2 separate regions of the Sus scrofa genome follow, and region 2 is linked to region 1. A link is a contact called in public Hi-C data. All regions are on one chromosome and are shown on one strand. The core of a region is the stretch at or near the end of the contact, and the rest is flanking DNA. Distances in the headings are between cores, read along the strand shown.

What was found. Hi-C and Micro-C count contacts between places; a contact is called where the count stands out from the background.
Region 2: a Hi-C map of liver shows a contact between it and region 1, with 3 times the contacts expected there. The contact joins the promoter of LRRC32 here to the promoter of EMSY in region 1. A contact is called at or near these places in 4 of 47 Hi-C or Micro-C datasets (heart right ventricle, liver, mesenteric adipose tissue and 1 more).

Annotation. Positions count from the first base shown.
Region 1 is chr9:10,624,035-10,630,836 of Sscrofa11.1, forward strand. EMSY (BRCA2-interacting transcriptional repressor EMSY) reads left to right here and starts at 4,019. Exons shown (of 20, transcript XM_021062538.1): 1 at 4,019-4,341; 2 at 6,056-6,164. The coding sequence starts at 6,095. LOC102163793 (a long non-coding RNA gene) reads right to left here and starts at 3,935. Exons shown (of 3, transcript XR_001298634.2): 1 at 3,500-3,935.
Region 2 is chr9:10,812,496-10,819,297 of Sscrofa11.1, forward strand. LRRC32 (leucine-rich repeat-containing protein 32) reads right to left here and starts at 3,397. Exons shown (of 3, transcript XM_003129671.4): 1 at 2,910-3,397.

The DNA.
Region 1 (6,802 bases), core at 2,769-5,268:
TAAAAAGCTGGAATTTTATTCTGTTAGTATCTGGGAGCCTCCCAAGTTTTAGGCAGGGGGCAGATGCTTTTTTTTCTTTTTCCTTTTTAGGGTCTCACTTGCGGCATATGGAAGTTCCCAGGCTAGGGGTTGAATTGGAGCTGCAGCTGCCAGCCTACACCATAGCTGCAGCAACATGGGATCCGAGCCAAATCTGCGACCTACACCACAGCTTGCAGCAAAGATGGATCCTTACCCCAAAAGCATCCATGAGGATTGAATCTGCGTCCTCATGGATACTAGTCTGTTGGTTTCTGCTGAGCCACAATGGAAACTGTCCCAGGCGCCCCCCCCCCCCCCGCTTTTTTTGACATAGGCTTTGAAATTTAGAAAACTCACTGACAGCAGTGGCAGTATGGTAGATGTACCGGCAAGGCAAGGAGTACAGAGAGGTCCCTTTAGAGAAAGAGGGTTGGTAAGAAGGTCAGTTACACACAGGTGATGAGGCCTCATCAGCAGCCTATGAAGATAAGCGGTCAGCCCCTTAGTAAGTAGGGACTACAGAACTGAATGGACAGTAGGAGAGAGGAACGGAGGCACTCAAAAGGCAGTGGCCAGATCTTCTACCTTTTTAACCTGTTCTACATTGTTCAATGCGCTTCTGATCCTCCATTGAGCCTGGATATGTAATTGCCAGTTATCTCCAGTTCACTTTCCTTCTTTCTTTTCTCGCCCCCAAATCCACTTATTTTGATCTACTATTTGAAGTTCTACTTGTATATATATATATATTTTTTTGTTGTTGTTGTTGTTTGTTTGTTTGTTTGGTCTTGCTATTCCCCTTTTTAGCATACATCTTGGCTATTACTAGTTTGATAACAAAACTTTCTGAGAGCAAGAATCTAAGCATGGTGTAGTGGAAAGAGTAGCACGCTGTGTCAAAAGGGCTGGTTTCTGGTCCCAGTCCTGCCATGAAATTCCTGTATGATTTTGGTTAACTCATTTAGCTTCTCTGGACCTCAGTTTTGTTTTTGTGTTTTTGTTTTTTGTTTTTTAAGCAAATGAATCTCTTACGGTCTTATCCATTTCGATTTGCTACCATAGAAGCTTAAGAGGTCTTTTTCGTTAATGGTGAAATCCACCTTCTCCAATATAGTTCTTCAAGATAAGAATGGTGGATGGCAGGAATCTTGAAGAGGTTTGTTCCAAGAAAGTGAATAAAAGAATAAAGTCTGGGATGGGTATTATACTCTAACACATTTTCCCAGACCACAGGTAGTTACACTCTTGCTGAGCAAAATACTATGTCTTAGTTTTTCCTCTTTGGAAGTACATGGAAGGTGGATCTCATTTTTTTTTCTTCTTTTTTTTTAACTATACATTTCCTGGAGTCAAAGTACCTTCGCTTGAAATCGTGGTCCTGCTAGACTTACAAGCTTGTCACTTTGGGCAAACTCCTTTGACATCTCTATGCCTTAGTTTCTTCATTCATAAAATAGAGGTAATGATGTGCCTCATCAAGCTATTGTGGAGATTAAATAAGTTTATGTAATAGCATCTGGAACAGAGAAAGCCCTAGGTAAGTATTAGCTTTTATTCTTAAGTGCTAGGCACAAGAGTACGCAGACCTGGCTTCTCTCCTTACGGAGCTCACTTTCCGGTCAGAAAGATTTGCAGAGAGTTCCTGTCGTGGCTCAGCAGAAACATATCTGACCAGTATCCATGAGGACACAGGTTTGATCCCTCGCCTTGCTCAGTGGGTTAAGGATTCAGCATTGCCGTGAGCCGTGGTGTAGGCTGCAGACGGGGCTCAGGCCTGGCATTGCTGTGGCTGTGGTGTAGGCCGGCAGCTACAGCTCTGATTCGACCCCTAGCCTGGGAACCTCCATATGCTTCAGGTGCAGGCCTAAATAGACAAAAAAGAAAAAAAAAAAAAAAAAAAAAAGGAAAGAAAGAAAGATTTTCAAACAAATGACCATAACTCAAATGTTCTGAGTTCTGTAATAAGATGTACAGTTAAGTGGTATAGGAGCAGTGGCAAGAATACTTGTCTCATCCTAGAAGGAAAGGTGGGGCAGGATAATATGCTTGAGGGTAAGGTTTGAGTCTGATCCTTAAATAAGAAAATTTAATGGTGGAAACGTTTGGGAATATGGAAAGTCAGAGGCAGCCTGGGAAAGACAGTTTCTGGCTGCAAAAGACAAATATGGTTACAAGGAAAGGGAGGCTGTGTGGTAGATTAGAGGCAGCAGTTGATGCCAGAGCATGTTCACTTGAGGGTCTGTTAGAAATACAGGACCTTAGGCCCTACTCAATCAAAAGGTGTCCCTTGTTTTATTTTTTTTGGCCACACTCGTGGTCCGCAGAACTTCCTGGGTCGAATCTGTGCCACAGCAGTGACAATGCCAGATCCTCAACCCACTGAACTCCCCGAGATGTGTACTTTCACAAAACACGCAGCTGGTTCTTTGAAGTTTTGAGAACCACAAATCTAGAGCAGACTCTAGAGCCAAACTGCTTTGGTTTAAATCCCAGGTTTACAACTTACTTATAATGGGTAGCTTCGGGCAAGCTTTTTAACCTCCTTTCTATACCTCAGTTTCCTCATTTGTAATTAGAGAACCTAGTTTCTCCCTCATAAAGTTGTTTTAAGGATGGAATGAATTAATACTTGAAATGCTTAAAAGAGTACTTGGCATTTAGCAAGCCCAAGAATAAGCTATAATACTTCTTGGCTCACACACTACTTATTATGGTCAGGGTCAGTTTTATCTTTGGAAAGCAGCCTGTCTTTCCATTTCTACTCCACTACCTGTCACCCTGACATTCGTCTTAGAGGAAGACACTTGAAGTCAGAAGACCGGGGATTATAAAGCCCAATTCTCTTCAATTCCCAGCTTTGTGAAATTTGGTGAATTCTTGACTATCTGTGTTTTTCGCATTCATAGTAGGGGGTACTCTGAATTATACCTGCCTCACTAAGATACTATGAGCCTCACCTCAAACAACGTATGTTAAACTATATTAAAGTTTCATTCACCATCTTTCCAAAAGTTCTTAACAATAACCACTTTCCTGGGCCTCAGAAAAGATTTTTAGCTAATGAGCAAATAGCACACAAATGCTGTTATTTATTTTCTCTTCGTAATTTACATCTCCATTCAAGTACAGCCTCACGTTTGTACAGTGGTCCAAAATTGAAAAACAATTTTCTCCTACGCTGTACCTCACAACATCCCCATAGGATAATATTAACCCAATATTTTACAAGAAAACACTCCTTCCCACTTGAACATTTTTTTAGAAAAATCAGATTCGATGTTATGTACAAAATTACAAGGGCGGGCAGTCACAACACTCGAATGGACCTTCAACAATAGCAGGCACTGGCTTCGATCTTTGGCAGCCATTAACTATATACTGGACCCTTTTTTTTCATCTGTAAAATAGGAGCGACAATACCCTCTTCACACACTTGTTCTGTAGTTAAATAAGAACAAAGGCTGAAGAGTGAACCTACCACGCCGCAGAGCCTCAAACAAATGCCTTTGCCTTCTTGCCTCTGACAGATAGAGCACTAGCATTCCCACTGGACACGGGTTGAAACCCGAAGTCGAGAACGCTCGAATTGTCCTTCTCCACTTGCAATTCCGCGCCCCCTCCAGATCGGGTCCGCGCCACTAGGTTGTCCACGGTGACACGTCTCGTAGCGTGGATTCTCTCTCCTCCAGCTGCGGCTGGCGGGCCTGGAAGCCGCTTAGAATTGCTCCCAAGCCGCTGAGGAATCCGATCCTAACCCTATACGGCCATACCGGCACGAAGCTGCTTTCCCACTGCCCCTAACACCCCCCCACCAGGGTAAAGGTCGCGGGAAAACCTCAGCTCCATCCGCCGACGCCATCTTGACCGGTACGTGTGACGCCACACGTAGCGGAGAGCGCAGCCCATTGGCTCAGAGATCGCAGCGGAGGAGAGGCGCGAGAAGCGGCGAGGAGGGGTTGGAGAAGACGCCAGGGAAACTACAATCCCAGCCTTCCTTGCGCGTGCGACTGCACTCTGAGAGCGAAAGAGGAGGGCGTTTGGCCTCGGACCACAACTCCCAGCACTCCCTGCGAGGTCTCTCCTTTCCTTTCAAAACCTGGAGGAAAAGAGGGACGCGGAGAATGGAGGCCTTCTGGTGTCCGTTCTCCGAAAGGCGGGAAAGGCAAACTACACCTCCCGACTGGCAGCGCGCCGCTGCGCCTGCGCCCTGATACCTGTCGCCATCTTGCCCCTTCTGAGGCACCGCAAACAAACCCAATTCCTGGTGTCCCCTAGTTTTGGCGGAGGAGCCTTTTAGATGAGCCCAGAAAGGCCGGGCAGGTGAGTGACTCTCAGACAGGGCGCTGGGAAGAGCTGGCAGGGTAGCCAGTCTGGAGGAGCGCCGGACCAAGCAGTCGGAGCCCGGCTTGGGGTGGCCAGTCCCATCCTCCGTTGTCTCCTAACGGGATCGTGGGGCTCCCCGAGGTGGGCTGAGGGGGGCTCTGGCACGCCTGGTGCTGGGATTGCGGGGGTCCAGCTCTGGGAGCCTCCCGGTAAGTCTCGGTCGTCTGCCTGGCTGTCCGAGCGTCCACTGTTTCTTTCCGTTGTCCTCTGTGCTGAGGAGGGAGCGAGGCGCTGATGCCTCCCGGGGCCCCTGCCTCCGGCTACTGGTCCTGCGAGGACTTGGGTCGCAAGCTTGACATTGAAGTGGGTACTGAGTGGCATCGGTGAGGAGGGTGGGCGGGCTGCTCTTGTTGTGGTGCTGCGGGAGTGAGTGCGTGTTTGGGGAGGGGGCGGGGCGGGCTTGCCTCCTTGACACTTGAGTAAGGGGAAGGATTAGATAGGATTCGGGTTCCCGGAGCCCGCTCCGGGAACCTCTGCCCAGGTCTCCAGTGCGGTCCGGCCCCGCGGTGGGGTCCGCCGGCGGGGACGCGTCGGGATGCCGTGACGTGGTGCTTGATTCCGGCGGTCGCCGGCCGCCTCCAAGATCCTGTCGGGAGGCGGGGACTGGCTTGTGGAGGGAGCGGATTCCTTTGGCTCTGCCCCTTCTTCCTCCTCCCCACCCCTTTTCTTTATGTCATTCTGCCGACTGGGGCGCGCAGTCCTGTTCTCCTTGCCCTGGGTTGGTTCTCAGCTCAGAGGACTATGGGAAGTAGGGGGAGGGGGTTCAACTCCAGGCATGGAGTTGGAGTTGCAGCCCCAGCGCCAGGAACGGGATGTAGCAGTTATTTCGGGTCGGTGCTTGACTCCTAGAATAGGTAGTGAGCTCGCTCAGGCATGCATGCATGCATGCATTCATTCATTCAGGTTACTCGCTGTTCTCAATCATTCATTTATTTGTTTAACAAATATTTATCGCGGATCTACCGTATGCTAAGCAGGTATTATGCAAGCGCCCAGCGCTGTTGTCTTTTTCTCTACACCAAGGAATTCCCAGTGCCAAGTTCCTGACATCTAAATGTTTGGTAAATGGTTTTTTTTCTTTTTTCTTTCTTTCTTTCTTTTTTTTTTTTTTTTAAGCTTGCGGGGTGTAAATTCATCTTTCATTGTTAGGATTTGAGAAAATACTTTATTAAGTTCCAATAACCCGCTTAACATCCTAGGAACTTGACATATTTTTTTATCATGTAATTCAGTGAGAATGCCTGCAGAAGTGACTTGCCCAAGATTACAAAAGTAGTGGCACCTATTTATTAAATAATGAGCTAGACACTAGGATAAGACCTTCACATACACTGGTCTTTAATATTCATAATAAACTAAGTGGTAAAACCTCAGTTTTGCAGATGTGAAAACTTAATCATCAGATAGGCCAATTTACCCAGGACCACACAGCTGGTAAACTGAAAACTTGAACTAGAACCTAGAGTGATAGGCTGGAATAGTGAGCTCCCAGGTGGTTAAATTCTTCATTTGTCAGAAGTTGGAAAGGGCGGTGGTGAAATAGGATTGTGAGCTATTCTTACTGGTTTTGCTTCTTAGTGTGTAGATCTCCAGGTTGAGTGGCCTTTTGCATATACTTTCATAATTCGAATTTTTGGTTTTGTTTTGCTAGGGAAGACAAGCTCTTTGGGGCTACCAAAAAGAAGCAACAATGCCTGTTGTGTGGCCAACACTTTTGGATCTCAGCAGGGATGAATGCAAAAGGATTCTTCGAAAATTGGGTATGATTTTCATTTTCGCTGTTTTCTGCCATCCTGTGGTCCTTTTCCCTATCAGTCTGGGTCATGGCTGCCTGTGTGGATGTCATGTTTCATGCTGTGTTAGAAATGCTTTGGAGGTATAGTTCTTGTCTTACTTCATTGTTACTTCCCCATTGCCCAGCATAGTGCCTTGTATACAGTAGATGCATGAATCCTCATCATCATCGTAATAGCAGTTGAGTGTCCTTGAGGCTGCTGGGCCGTCCTGAGTCCTTTGCCTTCAGCATCTCATTTAATCCTCACTCAAACCAAAAAGATAGGATTTTTTCTTTTTTTGTCCCCATTTTACAGTTTTGAGTCCAAAGAAATTCTGAGAGTAAGTCATAACATCAGGCTTTCAACTCAGGGAATAGGATTCCAGCCTCACTTTGACGTACTTTTAACCTTCATGAATGTATGTGTGCGTTACATCCTGTTTCTAAATTTTAAATTAACAAGCTATTCTGACTTTCCCAAATTATATTTTACTGTCAGTAATAAAACACATTTTATGCTTGTAATGAATTATTTAGTACTTCTTTTCCTTTAAAGCAGCCTTACTTAACTAGCGTTTAGGGAGAGAATTAAGCCTTAATGCTAAAGCATCCATTGTATGTAAT
Region 2 (6,802 bases), core at 2,147-4,646, 190 kb after region 1:
CTCAGAATTGAGTGGAAACCCCTCTGCCGGGCCTTTGAGACCCTTGGGGAGTTGGCCCCGCCCAGCCAGCTCGGCGCTCCAGCTTCATTTCTCACTGTGCCCTCTCCCGCTCTGGGTCCTGGAAGCCGCCTATTTCCTTCAGCTCTCTGAGCACCTCTTCATTGCCCCAGACCTTCACTTCCTCCCCTCTCTTGTGCGCAATCTCTCCTCATCCTTTGGGTCTTAACTTGGACGTCACCTCCTCCAAGAAGCCTTCTTGAGTTCGCCACGTCCGGGCCACGTTTTGGCCCCTCCTCCAGCACTGAGCCCTCTGTGGCTCCCGGAGCCCACCCCCAGCCCCCAACATGGGAAGTGCCCCCAGGCAGAGGGGCCTCTCTCTGCTCTGGGACCCATCTCACACGCTCCCTCCAGTGGGCAGGCTGGGGAAGGTATGAGAAGTGACACAAGGCATCACTGGGGTGACACGGCGACCTGGCGAGAATGGTTGTTCTGAGGTCCCCTTCCTGTCACACTCCTTCCCGGCTCTGTCTGCTCTCCTTAAAAAGTATTCCGCGGCTCTGCCTCCCTCCCCCATCACTGCCGCAGACTGAGCATCTCCAGGACCCTGGGCCTTGACCCCAGCAGCACCCTGTTTCCAGCCCGACCTCTTTCAGTCTGTCCCACCCAAAGCAGCTGGAGCGATGCCTTAAGTCATGTCTCAGATCACGAAGCTCACTGCTTGAAAACCTCCCACAAAATCCAGGCTCTCCACAGTCTCCTCTCTCCCGTCTACCCTCTGCCCTTCTCTCACCCACTTCTGGCTTTCACGCCATTCCTCAAACCCAGCAAGTGCATTCCTGCCTCAGGGCCTTTGCCCTTGCTGCTGCCTCCACCTGGAAGGCGCTTCCCAGATCTGCACACGGCTCACTGTTTTCCTCGCGTGGATCATTTCCACTTACTTCTTATTCTATGAGATCAGGGGTCTGGGAGGCGGGGCTCACTAAAGATCTATGGGACAATTAGCAAAGCCAGGGTTAGGTGTGCACGGCAAAGGGCGGAGTGGGAAGTGCAAAGTGCAAGAAACGAACAAGGAAGGACCTGGAGCAGTTCGGAACTTGAGGGCATCGCTGCCCAAAGGGGCCCTCCTTTTCCCCTCCTCTGCCTAATTCCACCCTAGCCCCAAGGCGGGCATCTGAGCATCCAGGAGGGACCCTCCCTGCAGCAGGTGGAACTCCGCCCTGCCATCTGACAGAGAGAGAAGGCCCGTGGCTGCGGGCACCCTTCATCAGCACCCAAGACACAGTGCCTAGAATCTGAAGGCTCAGAGGGAGGACTGGGGTCCCTGAGACCCAGGCTCCCATCCAGCCTCTACTGCTCACCAGCCCTGCTCCCTGGGCCAAGTCCCTTCACGTTTCAGTGCCTCAGTGTCCCATCTGCAGGGCAAGGAGCCTGGTTCCTGTTTTGCCACCTTTTGCTGCCAATGGTTGTGATAATCAAGCCGAGAATGGCTGTGAACATGCCCTGGACATATATTGTGTCTCCCAGCGGGGACAAACCCTTGGGCTGAGCCGCCCAGACAAGGAGAGAAAGGCTGAAGGGGAGACCCCAAGCCTGAAGACAAGTGGCCCAGAAGAGAGGAGGCAGGGGACATCCTAGAAGCCTGAACTTCAAGAGAGAGAGAGAGAGAGAGAGACACGAGGGGGAGAAATGGGGTGGGGGCGATGCCTAATACCACACTAAGCCCACTCCTACTGTTTAAGGACGTTAGACACTCCTCTAAGCACGTGACCCGTATCATTTCATTTCACTCTCACAACTCCAATGAAGTAGTTACTACAATTTCCATTTTACAGATGAGAACACTGAGGCTCAGGAAGGCGAAGTGACTTACCCCACAGTTACCCAGCTCATAAGCCTGATGGGATTCAGCCCAGGCCTACATGGCCCCAAGGCTGTGTTTTCTCCAGCCCAGGCTGAGCTGCCTGCCCCAACAGTATCTGCCCATGAGGAAAACCAGGCTCGGAGAGGTGACTTACCCAAAGTCACACAGGCAGGAAATGGCAGAATCGGGAGTAGAATCCAGTCTGTCTGCCTCCAGAGCAAATGGTTCCACAACACCAGGCCCAGATCTCACTCCCCAACCCCCTCTAATGATCCTCTAACCTCAACACACACACACACACACACACACACACACACAGGCTCACGGGGCTGGGCTCTGGGACACGCCTCTCCCACCTCTCAGCTCCGATCACCGGCAGAGTGGGGTCCTGGGAGAGCTGCTGCTGCCGGTCCCACCAGGCAGTGAATCACTAAGGGCAAGGCCCATTCTGGAGACATGTGCAACCCACGGGGGAATTAGACCTTAACCCAAAGGAATGTGGCTGTGATGGCGGAATTTCAGGCAGCTGAGGGTGGGGGCGGGGGTCCCTCACATCCTACCACCCAGGAAGACGGCTGGCTGCGGAGCCCCTTGGAGAGAGGTGGGTGCCCCGCCCCCCCCACCGCCCCCCACATCCCAGAGACAGGCAGGCTATCTGGTGCGGTGGAATGGGAAGACCACGTCCGGCCAGGGTCAGAGGGTGGGCCGAGGCCGGGATGCGAACCCTGAACCTCCCCGGACTCGCCGTGTGTTCCCTGGGCAAGGGCCGGCCTTTCTGCAGTTGTTTTCCCATCTGTCAAATGGGACCGCCAGCCTCGTCGTCCTTCGCGGGACAGATCTGCTGAGCTAGGAGCCTCGGAGACGTCAGGGGCCGAGGGAGGTTCAACCCTGGCTCCACGCGCGACGCAGGGGACCGCGATAGGAGGGGCCTGTTGGGGATCAGCGTCTGGGTGGACTTGCCCCAGCTCTGCTCCGCGCCCTGGGCTCCTGAGGGGCGCGGGACCGCGGGTTCCCCGAGGGCCAGCCTCGCCCGCCGGGCGGCTCCTACCTGGCTCAGCGCGGCCGCCGCTCCTCTCCCGGGCAGCCCCGGCACATTTTGCGCGAACCCGCCCGCCCCCCGCCCCCCGGCTCCACCCCGCGCCAGACCCCGGGGTCACGGCCCGAGGAGGTGCACAGCCAGTCCACCGCCCCACGGGAGCCCGACCCGCGAGGGGGCGGCTCGGGCTCCAATTTAAATAGCTCTCCCGCCGACCCGCCCCACCACGCCCCCCCTCGGGCCAGCCGCGGGGTCCTAGCGCCCGCCCGGCGCGCCCCCGTGACTCGGTTTATCCGGACCCCGCCAGCGGGAGAAGCATTTTCCAGAAGCTGAAACCCGGCCGGGGAGGGGGCGGGATCCGAGGGCGGGGAGGGAGAGGGGTCGCTGAGGAAGCGCAGACCGAGAGAGGCCGAGCCCGGCCACCACCGCACGTGCAGGTCGGGGCCCCGCGGGGTCCGGGGGGCGGGTGGCTCTGGGAGCCGCAGGTCCGCAGAGGAAATCCGCCCTGGCCCCGATTTCCCCCGGCCCGGTAGGCGCCGCCGCACTGAGGGGGGAGCACACAGGAGAGGTGCCGGCAGCGCCGAAGGCGGAAGGAAATGACCTTTCACTGGCCCTGGGGTGGCCGCAGAGGGGGTTCCCCACACCGCAGCCACCCCACCCCACCCCGCCCCGGGAGATCCAGGCCCGTCACTTCTCCTCTCTGGATGGTGCTCTAGGGCCTAGACCCGTCCTCCTCCTCCCCGTCTCCCGGTTCTGTGAAAAGGTGTCACCAAAGTCCCCAGAATCCAGATGGAGAAACAGGCCAGGGAGGGGCATGGCGAGGATAAATAAAAACCAGTGCCAGGGTCTGGGGAAACTGAGTCCAGCGAGGTTAAATGGCTTATGCGAAGTCACACGGATTCTAAGAGACAGGGATTTCAACCCAGTCTGTCCCCAAAGCTAAGGCCAGGCCAAAGTGGGGGCCCTTTTCCAGGCACCATCTTTCTCAGGTTGGCTCAGAGCGCTGTGCAAAAGCAGCCCCGGTGGCATCATTCTTTTACACCAGAAGCTGAGGGTCATCTTCCCCAAAGCCACCCCCTCTCCTACAGGCCATGGCCCTACCAAATCTAGCTACCGTGCCCTGCTGGGTGGGGCCCCCTGGTAGGGGTGCCTAGGGGCGGAGGGGCACAGCTGTCCTCCAGTCCTCCAGACCTAGTTCCGAGGGCAGAAGAGAAATTGTCTTCCTCGATGTCTCGCTTCCCTGATGGTCACAGCCCTGAGGGTGGCACAGGTGCCCCACTTTACAGTTGGGAAGTTGGCCACCCAAAGCCTTGTGGTAAATCGGGGTGAAGCTGGACTTAGAAACTGAGGTCCCTGAACTCTAGATGGCAGCTGCCTTTCGTTGTCGCCCCCCGCCCCAATCTGGCTTAATGTGGAGGACAAGCCTGGGAAGATGGGCACAGCCCAGAGCAGGGCATCTGTGATAGCTGGGAGGGGCCTGAGCTGCAATGAGGGCCAGGGTAGGAAAGGTTGCAGGACCTGGGAAGGGTGCACCCCCCCAACCCACAGGTTCTAGATCTAGAACTTCAGATCTAGGCTGAGGGAGGGCCCCTCTGGCCTTTGCAACCCTCTCTCTGGGCTTTAGTGCTCATCTGGTCAAAGGAAACCTCAGTTTCCCCATCTGTAAAGTGGGTAAGATGGTAGCTTCTTCCCTGGTACTAAGAATAGTCCCAGAACTAAGAATAACGGACCTCTCGCTGTCTTTATTGCAGCGAGATTCCTCTGCCACACCCTGGAGGCTTCCTTTTCCAGATCCTTGTCCAAGGGAAGCACTTCGTGGTAGTCCTGCAGCGCGGGCAGAGCATGGCTGAGTTGGAGTCGACAATTCCCGGCCTCTCGGGACCAACCCACCCCCTGCCCCCCAGCCCATCAGCGCCACCTCACTCTCTTCTGAGCTGCTGCCAAGCAGAAACCGCTGGGCTGGTGCAGAGCTTTGGCTGGGGTAGGGCGGGGCAGGGGCTCTGGCGGGCTGGGGGTTGGGGGAGCAACCGCCTCCCCGCACCGCCCCCCCCAGCCTGTGGTTGTGGTTAGTCAGTTCACAGAGGTCCACCTCACTCAGTGCCTGGATGGGGCACCCCAAGAGTTGGAGACAGATGGGCAACCAAGCGTACCTACCCGCTGCAGATGCCTCTTGGGACTGGGGGCTGAAAGCGGGAACCCCACGTGCTCAGCGCCCCTTCCTTCATCTCTTCGCTTCTTCAGCAGTCAGGTTGCTGTGTGACTTTCAGCAGGTTGCTTGATCTTTCTGACCTCGGTTTGCAGATCTGCAACGTGAAACTCATAATAGTACCTGCTTCCCAGCTTGCTGGGGAGGCGAAATGCAGCAGCGAGCATAATAAATACCTCGTCCGGGGCCTGGCCTGTGGTCCTTGCTCAGGGAACCGGGTTTTCCTTCCCTGGCAGCTTTCAGAATAAAAGCATCCAGGACCTACCCTTGTGGTGCTCCCAGACCAGATGGGAGGCAGACAAGAACATAGGATGATGGAGTCCAGAGGCTTCAAAGACCAAGTCCAGGCATCAGAACCTGATCTGAAGAGGGAACCGAGCAGGGTGAGATTTGCCTGGTGGCCCTGCGGAGGGTAGCTTTCTTTTAAAGGCCACCAAGGCCTGCTTTCCATCCAATGTTGCTTAGCTCCTGCTCGCACCCATCAGGGAGGGGGCATTCTCCTGGACAGCCAGCAATGGGCAGCTCATCTTCCCTGTGTTGGTATTTTTGTGAAAATGCTTCCGCTCATTCATGCATCTGTCAGTGAAGCTAGGAGACAACTTTTCCTGTGTCTTGAGAACCTGAGCTGAGAAAACCCTCTCAGGCACCCAGGCAGGCTCGAGGTGCCTTGGGAGGGTTTCTCAGGCCAGGATGACACCCAAGCATCTCCAGTAAGAGTGAGTGACCCAGGAAGGCAATGTTGTACACATCCTGTGTGACCTTGGACAAGTCACTAAACCTCTCTGAGCCTTGCTGTCCTTATCGAACTGTAGAAAAGAGTGGGAAGGATCATGGCCCCCTGGACACCACCTCGGGTTCCACTGCTCTTTGCTGAACACCTACTGGGGGCCAATCCTTCATCTCATAAGGTAAATCAGGATAAAGATAGCCCCAGACAGCCTCAGATGCCTTTAGTCTCAATTACTGACTAGGAAACTGAGGCTCAGAGAGGTTAAGTAACCAGCCCGAGTCACACAGCTTTGGAGCCAGGAATTGAACCTGGGTCTCCGGGACTCCCAGGCCAGATCTCAGTGCAAGGATGTGGCTCCCCTCCCTCCCTGCCCCTATTTAGCCCCTCTGCGGGCCCCTGGGAGTCTGGGAGTTCCCTCATCAGCCCCTTTTGAGGCCCTGCCTTCTGGGGCAAAACCCTGGGTTCCCCAGGTCTTCTCCTGCCCGTCTTCCCTTGCTTCCTAGGGCAAGACCTTACCAGCTCTGGGCCACCTTCTGGGGGGACAGTAGGATGGGACAGCGAAGGTTGCTAGGTGTCAGCTGGGGGAGTTTGTGAGCCGAAAAGCACCGCTGGGCGCCTGGGGAAACAAACGCTGATAGAGAGACGGGTGGGGCGTCCCTTCCTCCGAGGACCGGCTTTCGTGTTTCATGGGAACGATGCGGGCTGGTGGGACCAGGCGTGGTGCCAGGTACCGTCCTTGAACCGCCTCCTCCTCACAGCCAGCCAACCAAAGGGGGACTATCGTGGCCCCCCTTTTACAGAAGAGGGACGGAGGCTCAGAGGGATCCTCGGTCTTGCCCGCAGCCACACAGCTAATAGGGCACGGCTGCCATTGCCATCAAGCCCTCGGATGTCTGGGCCCTCCTGAATAGCCAGCGACTGGCTTGGCTGATTTTCTGTTCTCAGCGGGGGCACAAGGCACCCCCTCGT